2 separate regions of the Gossypium hirsutum genome follow, and region 2 is linked to region 1. A link is a contact called in public Hi-C data. All regions are on one chromosome and are shown on one strand. The core of a region is the stretch at or near the end of the contact, and the rest is flanking DNA. Distances in the headings are between cores, read along the strand shown.

The links. Hi-C and Micro-C count contacts between places; a contact is called where the count stands out from the background.
Region 2: a Hi-C map of leaf shows a contact between it and region 1, with 2.4 times the contacts expected there. The contact joins the promoter of LOC107954544 here to the promoter of LOC107952768 in region 1. A contact is called at or near these places in 5 of 34 Hi-C or Micro-C datasets (hypocotyl, leaf and petal).

The regions. Positions count from the first base shown.
Region 1 is chrD07:24,770,751-24,775,144 of Gossypium_hirsutum_v2.1, reverse strand. It overlaps LOC107952768 (U-box domain-containing protein 33), which reads left to right and starts at 2,317. Exons shown (of 9, transcript XM_016887938.2): 1 at 2,317-2,990; 2 at 3,269-3,390; 3 at 3,677-3,798; 4 at 3,944-4,051; 5 at 4,236-4,394. The coding sequence starts at 2,720.
Region 2 is chrD07:24,925,850-24,930,243 of Gossypium_hirsutum_v2.1, reverse strand. LOC107954544 reads right to left here and starts at 2,169. Exons shown (of 14, transcript XM_016890134.2): 1 at 1,979-2,169; 2 at 1,842-1,895; 3 at 1,555-1,756; 4 at 1,394-1,468; 5 at 1,160-1,261; 6 at 917-957; 7 at 624-737; 8 at 297-411; 9 at 1-190. The coding sequence starts at 1,889.

The DNA.
Region 1 (4,394 bases), core at 1,068-3,567:
TGGATTTTTATCAAAAATCACTTCATTAAACATAATAATCAAAAATCAAAGATTTATTTTCCATCATCAAACAACAAAAACCACTAGCTATCATCAATGGCAAATTTTAAATTCATCAACGGCAAATTTTAAATTCATCAACAATACCAAAAATTAGAGCATGAGCTAGCTAAAACACGAAGCAACGATCTCAAAAACATAAGAATTATCAAAAACCGATCAACTAACATACCTTAATCAAAGATTGAAATGGCCGAACCCTAGCTTGCTTATTTCTTTCTTTTTTTCTTTCAAGATTCGGCAATATGGATGAATGAATCATCCACTAACATGTTTTATTTATTTTATTACATATTACTTTACTTTTTACTATTTTAACCATAAGTATTTAATTATAACTTTTATAATGGTTGTCTAAATGTGTCCATGCATAATTCTAATGGCTAAATATCAACATAAGGACCCCACATAATAAAAGCCATAGCAAAATAGTACTTTAACAATTAGTTAGCCACTTTTGCATTTTACGCGATTAAGCCCTTTCTTTTCCAAATTAAACACACAAACGGATAAATCAAATCACGAAAATTTCACACATGTCAATTCACTATAAGCACGGAAAATATTATTAAAATATTTTTCTGACTCAAATTTGTGGTCCTGAAACCACTGTCTGACTAAAGTCTAAACCGGGCTGTTACACCATATTTTTTCTTTTAGAAACTCCCCTTGCTGGAACCTAGTTTCCATAATTCTAGGTTGTTCCCCCTCCAATCTCGTCGACTCGTTTTCCAACGCAACAAATCTGGAGTCATTCAAGATTTTTACGTTTTGATTACGGTTTTCAGCCTGATTACGCCTAGATATACACTCAACGATCATCTATGGGCCAAACACTTCCTCTGTCGTTGCTGGAGCTGACTCATTACCACTAACTCAGAGACTCCTCCTAGACCACCATCAGTGCTCCGACCTGTCAAAGAAGAAGGGCAAAGGGTTTTTAGATGTCCATATTTGCCACAGGTAAAACAAACCGCAAGTAGAGCCTCAAACTTTACTCTTTGCATTTGACCATTGACTAGAACTTGCGAGGTTAACGATTTTTCCAGGTCAACAAACACCACCATCCTAGTGAATTGACCCCTTCCTCCACTGTCTGTTTTAATATCCATTTTGGCCACTTTTTCGACCAAACTTTCGATCTCCTCTAAAACCTGTTTCTTATACAGGAATCCAGGAAACCCCAAAAATCAGATCTAGGCCAGAACCATGCTCGAGATGGGCTTCGACGGGTTAAAGTCCACCGTCCACGACTGAACTTTAAGGTAGTGTCCAAACACTATTCATGGTTCTTACGTCAAAATCTTCTCATAATCATCTTTGTTTTGGAAACAGACCAAATAGTAGTTGTTTCCCACATCCATTAAACGAAAAGGTTGAGAGGGTTTCTAGAGACTGGAAATCCGATTTTAAAGAACTCCATTTCCTATATTGCGCCCCCAACAATTTCACCACATTTGTGGTCTCTATATCCTTAACCAAGATTTTCTTAATTCGTTTAGAGAAGTCGATGGTTAGAATACCGTTGATGGTAGATTTTAGAATGTCTCCATCTTCAAAATTTAAGTCCACATCAGTAGCACCATCCGAGATCTTGGAGGCGGCCAAAGATCTGGTGTTTTTCCTTCCCAACAATTTATCTTTCCAAGAAATTTTGCTCGCCAAGGCCGTATCAACCACCCATGCTTTCTGCTGAATCATCTCCTATATCTTTGAATCTAACTTTTTTGGTGTTACGGTCCACGTTAGAGCCATCAGCATCACCCATACAATCGTCGGACAAGGTTTTGAAATCATTTATCGCCGAATAAGAGCTTTTAGTCTCCAATTTTTTAATTTAATTCTTTTGTGCAAGATATTAAGAGAATTTCATTTTAGTTTTGAGAGACCTAGCAGTGTCTTCCACTCCAAATTCAGACATCTTTCCTATTATTCCTATTATTGTAAATGTTTCTGTCATTAAGGATGAAGTAACATTTTTTTAATTTTATAATTGAATTGATGACCTAATTAAAAACAGTATAAACACATAAATAAAATGATGACCGGATTAGAAATAACATCAACTCGGCAAAGTAATCAAATATATACAACATCGATTTTCGAAAGATTAAGATCACAAATAAATAAATAAATAAACAAACAAAATAGTCAAGCGCCCCCCCCTCCCAATCTACACTTTCAAGACATCTTACGTGGAGCCCAACGGTAATTCGGTGGAAGCTTCTTCTTGAAGGAAATAAATAAAATGAAATGAAAGTTCAACGCATCAAAAATCAGGAACAGACTTCGAAACTGATCCTCAAAAGGGGGAAAACTGTAATAATTTTTCAGTGATAACGAAAAAGGGAGGCTGCCGATCTTTCAAAATTTTTTTATTTTTATTTTTGTGTATCTAAAGTTAATTTCTCATCCATTTTGCAGTCATTGTCTTGTTTTTATTTAGTTGTCATCGGAACTACAGACAACGACTCCCTTCTATTAAAACACAAAAAACTTACCGTCCTCACCTTCTTCTCTTAATCTTCCCCAAACCCCCATCGGTTTTAGCTCCTCAGTCATAGATGTGAGGAGAAAGTATATTTTGTTTAGATTTTTGGTGAGTTTAGTTGAGAATTTTTCTTTATCTACACTTTATGATTATTTTATTAATTCCAACATGGCTCTGGTGAGTGTTGTGCCTGCAATAACTGAAGGCATGAACTCGATGAGGTTTTGCGACGTTAGAGCTCCGGGGATCTTGTCGAGTGGAAGAGAAATCGTGGAGGAAACGGTGGCGCGTATAATTGAAGAGAAAATCTATGTGGCGGTGGGCAAAAATGTGGATAAATATAAATCCGTTTTGTTCTGGGCTTTACAACATTCAGGAGGAAAAAAGATTTGCATAATTCATGTTCACCAACCCGCTAAGATGATTCCGGTTTCTGAAAGTAAGTTTGATTTCAATTGACTTTTCTTTATTAATGCTTAGAGTTTATTCAGGATGAAAAAAAAGGGTGGGGGTGAAAAACTAAAAAAAATTAAGAATAAAGTTTCCTTCATTTGGTTGATTTTCGGGGACTTTAGTTTATGTGATTGTTCGATTGAAATAATTGGATGGATAAATGGATTATTTCGAAACTATTACAGTATCACTTGTATTATTTTCTCTTGCTTGATTTTGTGTTTTCTAATTGAGAAATTGTTTTATGTGTTTTTGGTTTTGCAGTGGGTACAAAATTTCCTGCTAGTAAACTCGAAGAACAGGAAGTCAAGGCATACTGGGAAATTGAAAGAAAAAATATGGAGAAGATGCTGAATGATTACCTTCTGCTTTGTCTTCAACGTGGGGTATGAGTTTCTTCTTTCACCTTAGTTTATACGATTGTTGACTTCTTGTTGAATTTCAATTCGTGCTAGAAGAACTTTTAATTCTGAACAAATTAACACTGATATGAGCTTATGATTGCGATCTGCAGTGACTGCACATCAAGATCAGGAAAATTTCAGCTAAAATTATTGATCTATGATCACTACCTCTTTCAGTTTATTGTTTTTAGTCCTCAATTTCGATTGTGAATACCAAATCAACTCATTTGGGAAGTTTCTAATCTGTTCTTCTATTATTTTACTGTAGGTGCAAGCAGAGAAGCTGTACATTGAAAGGGATTCTATCGAGCAGGGGATTTTGGAAATGATATCTGAGAATAGGATCCGTATGCTTGTAATGGGAGGAGCAGCAGACAAACATTATTCAAAGTATAAACCACATAAGTAATCATCTATCCTCAATCCCAACATAGGATCAACTAGACCAACAGTGGATCTTCTAAGAGACTTGCATGTCTTGCTCCCTAGGAAGCACACTTAAGATGTTGTTTACCTTATTCCTTTTCCATTGCAGGAAAGTTGTTGACCTCAAGTCCAAGAAAGCCATCTTTGTGCGTGAAAATGCACCTAATACCTGCCACACAATATGGTTTCTCTGCAAAGGGCTTCTTATCTACACAAGGTATGCTTGCTTTTGATGAGTGTCTAACTTTTAAAGGAATCAAGCTTTTCATCTTTACAGAATGCCTGTACCAGATGGTCTGTTGTTGACTCGTTAGAGATAGAGTACATTTGCATTTCCATATTATGAAATTGACCTATTACTGGCTGCTTCAGTGACTAATGTAAATAAAATATGGAAACAGGAAATTAAGTTCAGATGTAACTGATACAAAGGTTGCATCATCATCTCTGCCAGCAAGTCCAAACCTTGAATCTAGTGAAAATCACTTCAGGTCACAATCTGTAATACTGCGACAAACTAGTCGAGTAAAACCCTCTACTTCTGCACCGGATTCATTGCG
Region 2 (4,394 bases), core at 920-3,419, 160 kb before region 1:
ACATCAGGTGTAATGTAAGCACTTGGATCTCCAACCTCATAAAGTAGTTGTTCAGCACAAGTACCGAAATTTAAAATCCCGCCACTACCTTCTGCTTTCATGACACATATTTCCCCACTTGATGAAATTTCAGCATACGGCAGTGATAGATCCAGGAGACTTGGGAAAGACAAGTTTCGGTTCTTGTCCGCTAGATTGGAGAAAATGCAGCACAATGAAACTGAGTCAATCAAAATTCTCTATTTTAATCGACCTATTTCCCATGTTATCATAAAGACAGACAAAGTGTAACTAACCTGGATGCATGAAGTATCCCCCTGTGAGTTGACAACCACACTCTAGAAGGTGTCCAGCCAGAGATCCCTGTGCTAATAGCTCCAAGTCATCCCAATTCCAGCCCAATTCGTAAACCTTATCAAATACCAATTATATAATTTTGATTAAATACATTAATGCTAGCCATAGCATAGCCTAAACATCAGCACACTGTCAAATATAATTATGACAACTAATGAATAGAACCATAATGGCGATAAGTAAAACTAACCTAGAGAATTATACTAAGACTCAGAAAAGGAAAAACCTAAAGCCGAGTAATGAAAAGAAAGGTTAGATTTTCATACCATTGGTGCTAAGAATAGTGCGGCATCAGCGACCCTTGAAGTAATTAAAACATTTGGTCGGTATCTCTCTAGACATGCAACTATTGGGGCTGCTCCCAGATATGTGCTAACACCCTTCAAAGAATTAAACAAGATAGAGCTCAAGAGTTTGCATTTCTCATGAAATTTCATAACTAAAGATGAAAAAACGTACATGCAGATGAAAACCAGATCATTAATCCTTTTATGTGAAACCAAAAAGAAGATACAAAAGGCCAATGAACGGTACATGCAAAGGAGTACCAGATTCTTACACCTTCCATGTTAACCAGCTTCTCAGGCAAGGATCCTGAACCTGAATATTTAAAAATATTTCTCATTTGGAGTCCAAGAATATTGCTAAACACAATGAATCAAAATTCTGAATTGCACACAACAATATACTGACTATGGTTTCTAAAATGAAGATCATACAATTGTCAGTTATCTGAACTCACCAGCAAAATTCTCATACATGATTAACTTAAATTTAAAAAGGGCTAACTTGATGAGCATACCCGATTCATTAACAAAGACCTCATGAGCCACAGCAACAGACAAACGAATCCCAAGGCTGCTGGCAACTTCTAAAACCTTTTCTTGAGCACTGACCGGATCCACTATCCAGGAAAGAATCAATATGCTCAGTATGAAAAGAAAAGATCAAACACAACTTTGAACATCAGCACAAAGCATTTGGTGAATTTGGCAGGCAACTCAAAATTTGAAATGATGTTTTCAAATAGTCATACTTGCACCCATGTTGGTAATTATACAAGTTCCCCTATCCACAGCCAAAGGTAGTAGCAGAGACATCCATTCTGAAACTGGAAATTGAACATTTCAGAGAAAACCCAAAAATAAAACATAAATAAGCTTGAATCCAAAACAATTGAAAGCAACATAAACATACTATTAGAATCATAGCCATCACCGCCGGACGCCATAGCCTGGTATCGTTCAGCAAGAGTACGTTCTGCTAAACATTCAAGAACAATATAATTCAGCTCTTTGACTCTGTTAAGCAATTTTTTAGCTGCCATTGGCCGGTCACCACCGAACCCAGCTCCACAGCCAATATAAACTTTGTCTTTTCTTCTTTGAGGATTGATTCTCTGCAGTTTAACATACAACAATTCAATTCAGCCTCCGGAAACTACCTTGGATACTTGTTTCTAAAAACTGATAAATTAAGCTAACCGGCTTGATCAGGCAGTCATGAATCTCTTCGTAGGTCTGTTTTTCCATTGATATCTGTTGAAGATTCAGAAAACAAAAACGAAGTTCACACCAAAAGCTACGCTATTATTGATTTACTGATGAATTCAGAAAATTACCTTAGATTCAATGTAAAAGAGTTGAGAAATTGTCTCGCCGCCGAGTTTTCTTCTCCGGAATCTAAATTATAGCTCTCCCCTGTAATCAAACCGATCAGTTGCTTGATTAGAATCTGATAAACAAAGTCTGGGTTCTTAATAATTATGATGATAACTAAATAAATACAATAAGATCAGGCAGGCTGGCAGGGGCAGCGTCCTAAAATGTAAAATCTTTAAATTAATAAAGATAAAATTAACATTTAAAAATATTAAAAATTTAATTTAATTTTTAAAATTATAAATATATAAATTATTAAAATTATAAAATTATTATCATAAAAATTATAATTTAATTTCATCCTAAAATATTATTTACAACTAGAAGCCAAAATTGACACATTGTCGGAGGGTCCCGCTTTGAACTTTGTTTTGGTGATAGTCGATGGTTATTTATCCTTAACCTGGATGAAACACACGCCGCCTGTTTTCTTCTCTTTCTCGGCTAGAAAATCCCAGTTAGAGAGTTCAAGTAGTAATGTTGCATTGGTTTCATTTAACTTTTCTTTTAGTTGAAAAAGGTTTCTTTTAGACTTTCCATCACTTATGCCATGGAGGTAAGTTATGTTAACAAATCTACATGCAGAAAAGAGGGAAAACGACTTGCTTACTGTTATGGATTCAGCTCATTTACTGGGTAAGGGAGGAAACAGAAATGATGAACGAAGAAGGTAGATTGCTGATTGCCAAGCGGCTAGCTGGGTTCATCAATAGTCTCTCCTACTAAGTACAAGCTATATATATATAGATGGCTCACCTCATTTCGCTCGAGTAGAGACTTCGTTAATGGTCCATCTGGTCAAGGTCCATTACTTTAATATTTTTGAGATAAAAATATTTTTTTAAGATAAAAACATTCTTGAGTTTTTTAAAAGTATGTGTAAGGCCCAATTTTAGCCCGGGCCCATGCAGATTAAATAAACAAAAAAATAAAAAAAACAAAACAATAAACAATGTCCAGTTTTTTTACAAACCCAAAATCAATACAGTCTAGTAAACTAAACCCTATTAACCTAGCCCAAACCTAGACCCACTAAGCCTAGCCCAGCAAACCAACTTAACCCAAATCCCAACCCGATTACAGAAACCCTAGCAGCAAACAACTTCCAGCGCCGCAGCCACCAAAGCCTTCGTCCCCACGTGCCAAGCCTCTGCCCGCGCGCGCGCCTTTACACGTGCGCCACCGCTACGTGCCACGCCTCCATGCACTGTGCTGAGCCGCGCCATGTCACTGTACGGTCTCCGTATACCTGCAAGAAGGACAAACAAACGAAAAAGGCAGAGAAAGCAAGCAAAAAGAATAGAAATCGCCAGCAAATCAGAAAATAGGAAAATAAGAAAATGTAAAGAAAAAAAGATTCGGGGGGATTTCATTTTTTTGATTTCAGTTATAAGAAGAAATAGGGAGCCTTTTGTAGGGGGTTACAGAGAAAAACATACAAAAAAAAAGCACATACACGCATATTGTATACAAAAAATATATTCAGAGAAATCGAAAAAGAAAAGAGTTTGTTAAGATCTGGAAAATACGTACTGATTCTTATTGATTTTCTCATATCATAAGCATACTTACAACTGGGTATTTAATATACAAATTTATTAACTGCTAACCATAACAGCTAACTGATACTAACTGACTAACTGCTTTGAACTAACTGTTTCTTATCCTTAACATGGCTCCTGCTTCTCGACGTTCCTTGCTTTTGCATAATATCCTCTGCTATGGAGGCCACTCCAAGTCTCTTTCTAAACTTGTCAAATAACCCTACAGCCAAAGGTTTTGTCAGCATGTCAGCAACTTGATCTTGCCCAGAAACATGACCAACTAGCAGCGAACCATCTACCACTTTTTCTCTTACAAAGAACAAGTCTAGTTCCACATGTTTAAACTTGGAATGCATGACTGGATTGTTTGCTACAGCAATGGTAGCTGAGCTATCACACCAAACTAGATCTTTACTGGGAAGTGTCACCCCTAGTTCCGTCAACAACAATCGAATCCAAGTTATTTCAGCAGTGACATGAGCCAAGCTTCGATACTCAGCTTCCGCAGTCGACCTTGAGACCACTTGTTGCTTCTTGGAGCTCCAAGAAACTAGGTTCCCGCCAAGAAAAACACAAAAACCAGAGGTAGACCGACCATCGTCAACATCAGAACCCCAGCTTGCATCTGAATATGCCTCAAGAACAAGTTTTAAGTGACGCGTAAACTGTAATCCGTAATCAAGTGTCCCTTGTAGGTACCTTAGAATGCGTTTGACAGCCTTGAAATGAACATCTAAGGGTTTATGCATATATTGACATACCTTGTTAACCGAAAAAGCAATGTCTGGTCTAGTTATGACCACATATTGTAAGGCACCGACAATGCTCCTGA